Regions from separate parts of the Triticum aestivum genome. Here region 2 is linked to region 1. Evidence: chromatin contacts called from public Hi-C data. All regions are on one chromosome and are shown on one strand. The core of a region is the stretch at or near the end of the contact, and the rest is flanking DNA. Distances in the headings are between cores, read along the strand shown.

Region 1 (3,732 bases), core at 513-3,012:
GTAATAACGTTTCACATTATTAGATGGATGGAGTAGCCGACTTCTACTAAACATATGTTAACTCGTGTATCCATTTTATAGGAGAATGTTATATCTTCAATCAAAATGATTCTCATTTTTATTCAAGTCGCAAAGGGCTCATATTATTTTATTGAAAAAGAGGTCGGTTTTAGCAGAGCCAACGTCAGCTAACTTATAAAATTAAAGCATGAAGAAATCTCAAAATCATAAAATGGGCTAAAAATTCAAAGTTTGCATAATTTTTCTATATATGTGGCCAAAATTCCTTTTTTGGGAAAAACTGAAATCATTCTCGTAATTCTAAACATATTGAATGATGAATATGGGGAATTTTCAGCCAGTTTAAATTTGCAAAAATGTAGGATTTAGCCAAATTTTCTTCAAAAATTTGAAGATTTCAATAAACTTTAAAAAATACAGTAACTCGAAACATCTTAAACGATCAATTTGGAAAATCTTCAGCCGATTAATAAAACATCTATGCAAGTCCATTTTGAGTTCGGCTCGGTTCGGCTCATGTCTAGTCGACTTAGCTCAAGCCGACTCTAATGTGAGCTCAGGCTAAAAATCATTTCACTACTTTGTGTCTATGACTGGTGGGGCTTGGTCATTAGAGTTGTGTTCAACCGGAGATTTTGGGTTTTTGTTACCGGTTAGTCTTAGAGTTGTGGTTTTTGTTAAAATCTTGAGTTGTGGTTTCGTGATACCTTAGCCCCCAAAGTCGTGTATTTGTTCCATTTCTTCTTGTGTGTGTGAGTTTTTCCGGGATTATTCAAATTTTACAAATATATGTTTACTATATTCTAGAAAATGGGTGCACTCATTCTAGTAATTTTGTCATATTGCAGCATGTTTATTTAGTTGATGTTGCAGCTTGTTTGACTTGCCAGATCCTAGAGATGCAAGGACAGAATAGCTTTGCCTTTTCGTTTGTAAGGGTTTGGACATTACACAAATTGTCACCAAAAAGTCGTTTGGTTACATCATAGAAAAATGTCATGAACCTCTCCAATAGCTTGTAATCAACGAAAACCTTTTGTATAAAAGACAGATTCTCTATTGATTTCGTAGCAATGAAAAATCTTCAAATATTCCTTAACAACAGTAGAAATGGAACGACAAATGTAGAAATACAGTTCCAGTGTAGTGTGCGGTAGTACAAGTTAATCAAATCGTGCTAGTTGCACCGCTGCGTCATTCTGCTTGTATTGGCAGCAGTAGAGCAGGTAAAATCAACATGAACGGAATTAGTGCAATTAATCGCGGCACAGTTTGATTCCACAAGCCACGACGAGCGCGCATGCATGCATGCATGCATTGCACCGACAAGTTTCTAGTCGAGCGCGCCGCCGTGGACACCGGCGGCCGGCGCGAGGCCGACTCCGTCGCCGACGCCGTCGTCACCTGGCCTGGGCTTGACGACGTCGACGAGGAAGTCGAAGAGGTCGGTGTCCCTGACGGCGGCGGCGACGTCCTCGGCGTGCACGGTCCGGCGCCGGCCCTCGAGCGTGGCGGCCCAGGCGGCCTGCGTCAGCTCGGCGACGAACAGCTCGCACGCCCTGGAGAACACCACGGGCGCCTCGCCCGAGATCATCCTGGCCCCGGCGCCGTAGCCCCCGCTGCCGTCCCCCGCCGACCGCTTCATGATCTTCTTGATCCGCGCCAGCGGCAGCGCGTGCGGCCCCGTCCTCGCCGTCGCCCCGCTTCTGGACACCCCCGAGTACGGCCTCGAAATCCTCATCCTCTAGATCGCCGCCGACCCGGTGCTAGCTAGCTACCTAATCTTCTCGCCGCCGTGCAAGGAGCTATCTATAGCTATGAGTTCTATAGCAAACAAACGAACGGTGCAACCTCCAATCGAGCGCGGCCATGGACGGGATCTTATATACGCACGCCGTTTGACCCGCGAACAAGGAAGGGAGCGCGTGGTCGTGGCGGCTGCTGTCCATGGCCGGCCCGCAACCGGAGGTGGCCGGGGCCGGCAGTTTCGACAGAGACCGGTATGATTGATCTTTCGCGCATGTAGAGATTCGCGTAAACAAATCATGGGAGACGGTGGTTGGGATCGCGATGGTGTACGAACGCGGGTAGATAAATGAGGGGCGTAGCTCTCGTTGGACGCTGTTGCTTGCAGCCTTGTGCTTGCGCTGCGTGAGCGCACCTGTCGCTCGGACAGCGAGAGTCTCTCTCCGTATCCACGGTCAAGGAGGCGATGGCACCGAGGAGCATCCCGGCCGTATTTTGAAGGCGTCCTTTTCGCGGTGCGTAAGCGCCGGTGTAAAGCGCAGTTTTAGCTAGTAGCGTATGTATTCTTGTATATACGTATTATGTATCGCATGTTACGGTATTGGCATTACAAGGCATACAAAACAAATGCAGTACATATGCAAGTTTGACAAAATATGGACAAATGAACACGGTACCCTATGCCAGTTGGCGCCATAGTAGCTAGCGTGTCTGCGGGCATAGAACCGGCAACACACACCAGATCAGGGCTCATAGGTTGACTTTCTACTTGTTTATCATTTTTCGACAGTTCTACTTTCCAGAACATTTTCTAAGCAAATTTTGTTTAGGTGAAGCAATTTTTTTTGCCTTTTTTTAGGTGAAGCAAATTTCTGCTAGTTTGTAAAATTTGGGGAGCTAGCGATTCTGCACTTGTTTTGAGAGTACAAAACGAGATGTGCGTACCTTTAACTTGGATACATGAGCAATTTTCTCGAACTAGACGGATAAAATATTTATTGGCACTGGTAGAATGATTTTTAATCAACAATGTTTTTTTGGGGAAATTTAATCAACAATGTTGACATTATTATTCTTTGGAAACATTGAAAAGTTTTCTCTAGAAAGGAGATATTTTGTCTAGAACATGTTGCAGGTTCATTTTCCTACTGAGTTATGGCACTGGCACAAATAGTAGATTTTGAAGATCAAGATGGGCTGAATTATGGCAGTGATCTGCCCAACGCAAGAAGTTCAAGGCACAAGATGCTCGGAGATAGTTGAATGAGGTGGCACATGATTTATGTCAATTGGCCATCTACAAAGACAAGAGTATGTGCAGTTTGGGATCTCGATTCACTCACGGATATCTCGGTTATCCTAGACTGGCCAAGAATGTAATCCTTTATTATGTATAAGAAATAATTTCATATTTCGTCCCTCAACTTATCAACTAGCGCATGTTAATTTGGTCCCTCAACTTCAAAATCAAAATTCGCACCCTCAACTTTGCATGCCAACAAATTTTATACCTCCCCCTAAGCAAATTCGTGTCTGCAATGTGTCGAAGTTATGGAAGGCCTCATCCTCCTACCCGGCTGCCATCATCGTGCTTTTGTCTCCTCCCTGATGCCCCATCCTGCCAAGTTTCAAAATTCGTAATGTTGTCTCACACTTTTTTAATATATCACAAAACAGCCCTTTCCGTGGTCGCTTCGGATGCTCCAACGCCTCCCCTTGTGCAATTCGCCTGCATATCCTCGTTTTCCTTTTTATTACCTTCGGAACCACATAACGGTCATAGGACACCAACATATTCCGATGATCTCCCAACCCAGTGACAACTTCTTGCCTTTTAGGCTTTGTTTGGTGGCTGCGGGAGGACAACCCAGGGCAGTAAACCCCGAGAGGGAAATTTCAACGGCACATGAGCTTCCACAGGGGAGTTCTCCTGTTTTGGATGGTCATTTGGTGGTCTTCGCCAGG
Region 2 (3,732 bases), core at 802-3,301, 140 kb before region 1:
GTAAGTTCCAACAACCATAGGTGATACAGGCATAATTTTGAGTAAACAGCATAGGTTTCCAGTGAAAGGTCAAGTCTTGTCAGTCATTGTTCAGAGTACAATATTAATCTGTGTGATGTGTATGAGTTGACCCCATAACAAGAACTAACCGTTTCATCAATAGAAAAACCCTTAGTCCACTTGATAAGAGTTCCGGATGCAATTGAAGACTGCTTTACTGGAAAAGAGAAAGTGAAACCAAGCTCTCTTTGCCTTCCCTCAAGAAGATGAAAGTCTTCACCCTCTGAGGCAACAAATTTTGCTAAAGCAGCGGCAATAAAATCAAATAGTTCCTGAAAAAAAAATATGACATGTGACATACTTATCCATTGATCAGAAAGGGTGCAAAACTGACTATGGAACAGTTTTACTTGTGAGGTCCCAGTCATTAAGTGTGCCGGGATTGAGATCTCATCACATTCTTGCTTCACAACTCGCCCTTCCTTGCCTCCTAATTGAACACGTAAAACGCGAAAATTTGTCCCTCCAAGGTCAAGTGCATAAAATAGCCCCTTCTCTTGCCTGCCAATATAGCCCTCGACATATTAGATATATAAATGCAAAGTGCAACTGCGTGAAATGGTTCAATGATTCGCTGGAGGCTGCAGCTCCACATATTAGTTTAAACAGTGTATGGCACTTGTTAGTATATAAGATACCCTTTGTGTAGTGTTTAACAGAAAAATACAGAAAGACCATCAAATGTGTGTGCTGCAATTCACCATAAGAACTACAGGATTACATGTAACCACCGCAGCAGACGACTAAAAATTGCTTGACCTTATACACCATAAGACCAATAGACTTTCAGAAACATTTCACTTAAAGTTGTAAGGCAGTTCAGAACGACTAACAACCTTAGTCCTGTTCGGTCTCAACTAAAGAACAGTGGTCTACATCTTGCAGTAACCATATGATCAGGGACTCAATAAGGTTGGCACATCCATCCAACCATAGCCTACACGAGCGAAGTTCCAAGAATTAATTGGCAAGTGACAGTCTTCCCCCCTCCTAAAATCACACAATATATAAGTGATAAAGCAAACAAATTTCCCTCATTTTACTAAGCCCCGCGACAAATTTGTCTCAATCTATTAATAACGCTGAAAAGAGTAGCATGTTTTCCTCAGTTACAGAAGCATGCCTAGTTGTTGTTGTTTTGAGATGCACATACATGCCCAGTTGGTACAGAAGCTGTAGACAAATCATCATCACAACAGTAGTACGGGCACTACCTTAAAACGGTCAAATCTACAGACAGAATCTTGCCCATTTCACGGAATCAGGAACCTGACCCTGCAGCCCATTTCTAGCATAACACGTTAGAGGGAAGGGGGCCGCGACAGCAATCCCGCAACCGCGGAGCAACCCAGGCACCAGACAGCGACAAAAATCCCTAGTGTGACCGCTTCTCTTGTTCTTTTTTTTCTCTCGCAGGAACAGACGGAGGAAAAAACAAGGGCAGATCCATTGGACCTGACGACGCTCGCTCGAGGCACACCGGCTCCAGACGAACGGATTAGGCGGGGCAAGGGCAAGGGAATCTCCCAAGCCTCCACCCCGGCGGACGTCCGAATCCAAGTAAAGCAGGGAGAGGAAGGAGGAGCGTGCGTTACCCCGAGGGGAGGGAGTCGACGTAGCTGATGATCATCCCGAGCTTGCTGCCGCCCTCGGAGGCGAGGCCGGCGTGCATCTCGACGGCCATGGCGTCGGCCACCTGGCGCAGCCGGGCGGGCGGCGCCGCGGAGCGCTCCTCGAGGCCCCGCAGCACGGCGTCGGCGCGGCCCCAGCGCTTGGCCTCCCGCATCTGGCGCCGCGCCAGCAGCGCCACCCCCACCGCCGCCGCCGCCGCGACCGCCGCCACCGCCGCCTTCCTCATCGCCCGCCCGCCGCCGCCGCCTCTGCTCTGTACTGTGCTATCGCCTCCCTCGCCACCGCCCCTGCCCGACTGGCTGACTGACTGGAGCGGGCGGGCGATCCCCCTCCGCCGTAAATATGGGCGGGGGGCGGGGGCCGTTCGGGAATGCGTCGTCGGCTCCTTTCTTAGCCGTTTGCGCCTGCCTATGGGAAGGGGGTGGGCCTATGGGGCGGTGTCGGGCCGGGGCGGTGGGCGGGTGGCTTTCGCGGGCCTGTGGGGTGGGGTGGGAGTGGGCCGTGACGCGGAGGGGACGGGGAGCACGTGGGTTCGGCGCCGGGTGCGCGGCACGTGGCGGGCGAGGTGGGGGCAGGCGGATTGACCTTTTCGCTGGTGCGTGCCCGCATGTGGCGCGAGTGCCCCGGACCGGACGGGACCGTTTCCTCTTTGTACGCTCCGAAACTTCCGAAATCCGAAAGGGCGCACCGAACAGATGGGTTTGAACGATGGGTTTTTGTTTCTTGCGATGATGAAAGCTCGTCGGCACGGTTTTGAGTAATGGAGCAGCTACCACTAACCGGAATCCATTCTTCTTACGGGCGAAAGGGCTAGAAAAATTCAATAGGGAACATATATATTCTTATAACATTTTCCTACAAATCAAAGGAGATCAAAAGTGACAATAAAGTTATTTGGTCTGATGAACAAAGGTCGGGCCACAAACTCCCTCGAAAGTTGGAAGCAAGTCGCCACCTTGATCATCTAAAAGGGCCGCCACCAAATATCCGCAGGCGACAATGGACAATCTAACATTGTGCTTTGGATGAATCGTGCTTGGGGTGTGTGTCTAATTTTGGCTGGAAAAGATACCATGTGAAATGACGACTGGTGTGGCCGTCGGATGAAGAGTGAGTGCGCGGGAATAAGTATGGGACATCATCGAGATAGCAGACAATAGTGGCAACATAAATATGTCGCCAAAACATATATGATTACATATATGTATGATTTGTGAACATGTACTCCACATTGTCTTCAACTGATAGACTTAGAGAGGAGGGGGGGGAGATATAACGCATCATCATAGTTTGTTTTTATGCATTAGCAAATACAAGTCAACAACATAAATGCTGGAATTTAGTCTATTTTGGGATAGCCCAATAACTATTTCAGAAATTGCTAAATAAATCCTAGAGGCTCATTTAGCCCATTTGTACAAGGCAAGAGATACTACTAAAGTTTAGTCCCACATTGCTAGTTTAGTGGGAGTTGGACCTCCTTATAAGGGAGGTTCTTTCCTCACTTGTATGAGCATGAATACAAGAAGGACATCCACGTGCTTTCCTCCTTCGCCGCCTGCCTCACCACGCCACGCCACGTCACGACGCGGGTTGCGGGAATGAGCCGAGTCGATGTCTAAATTTTTGCCACGCACTACGGATGTACGAAAGGCCACTCGGGAGCTGGAAAGTTTTTGCTGTAGTGGACATTGAATACGAACGCTGCACCCTCCGGTTGCTGCTTGTTCGTTTCGTCTCCGGCATTCCCTTTAGCTCCCGGCGCAGCCTCTCACCTTCTTCTCTTGTGCCTATAAAAGGGAGGTCGCTCCTCTCAGAGAGACGCACCAGAACTTCTCCTTCCTCTCGCCACCGGTTCCAATCTCTGAGATGCTACTGTCTTCCTCATCCCGGTTTGCGGCGTGCACCGCGAGTCGGGACAGTAGACCTTCGAAACCGCACATCTTTGAGTCATGTACGGGAGAAGGGTGATAAGGTTTTTTGGGGAGCACTCGGCGCGACTACTGACTTCTTCGTCACGGACGCCCCGGACTCCGACGA

Evidence for each region. A called contact is a pair of places that touch in the nucleus more often than the background predicts.
Region 2: a contact with region 1 is called in a Hi-C map of leaf, with 2.1 times the contacts expected there. The contact joins the promoter of LOC123064602 here to the promoter of LOC123180040 in region 1. A contact is called at or near these places in 4 of 5 Hi-C or Micro-C datasets (leaf and root).

Annotation. Positions count from the first base shown.
Region 1 is chr1A:539,501,323-539,505,054 of IWGSC CS RefSeq v2.1, reverse strand. LOC123180040 (nuclear transcription factor Y subunit C-3-like) reads right to left here and starts at 1,762. Exons shown (of 1, transcript XM_044592002.1): 1 at 1,355-1,762. The coding sequence starts at 1,762. The coding sequence ends at 1,355.
Region 2 is chr1A:539,641,639-539,645,370 of IWGSC CS RefSeq v2.1, reverse strand. It overlaps LOC123064602 (hexokinase-2), which reads right to left and starts at 2,051. Exons shown (of 9, transcript XM_044488051.1): 1 at 1,656-2,051; 2 at 411-561; 3 at 150-332. The coding sequence starts at 1,918.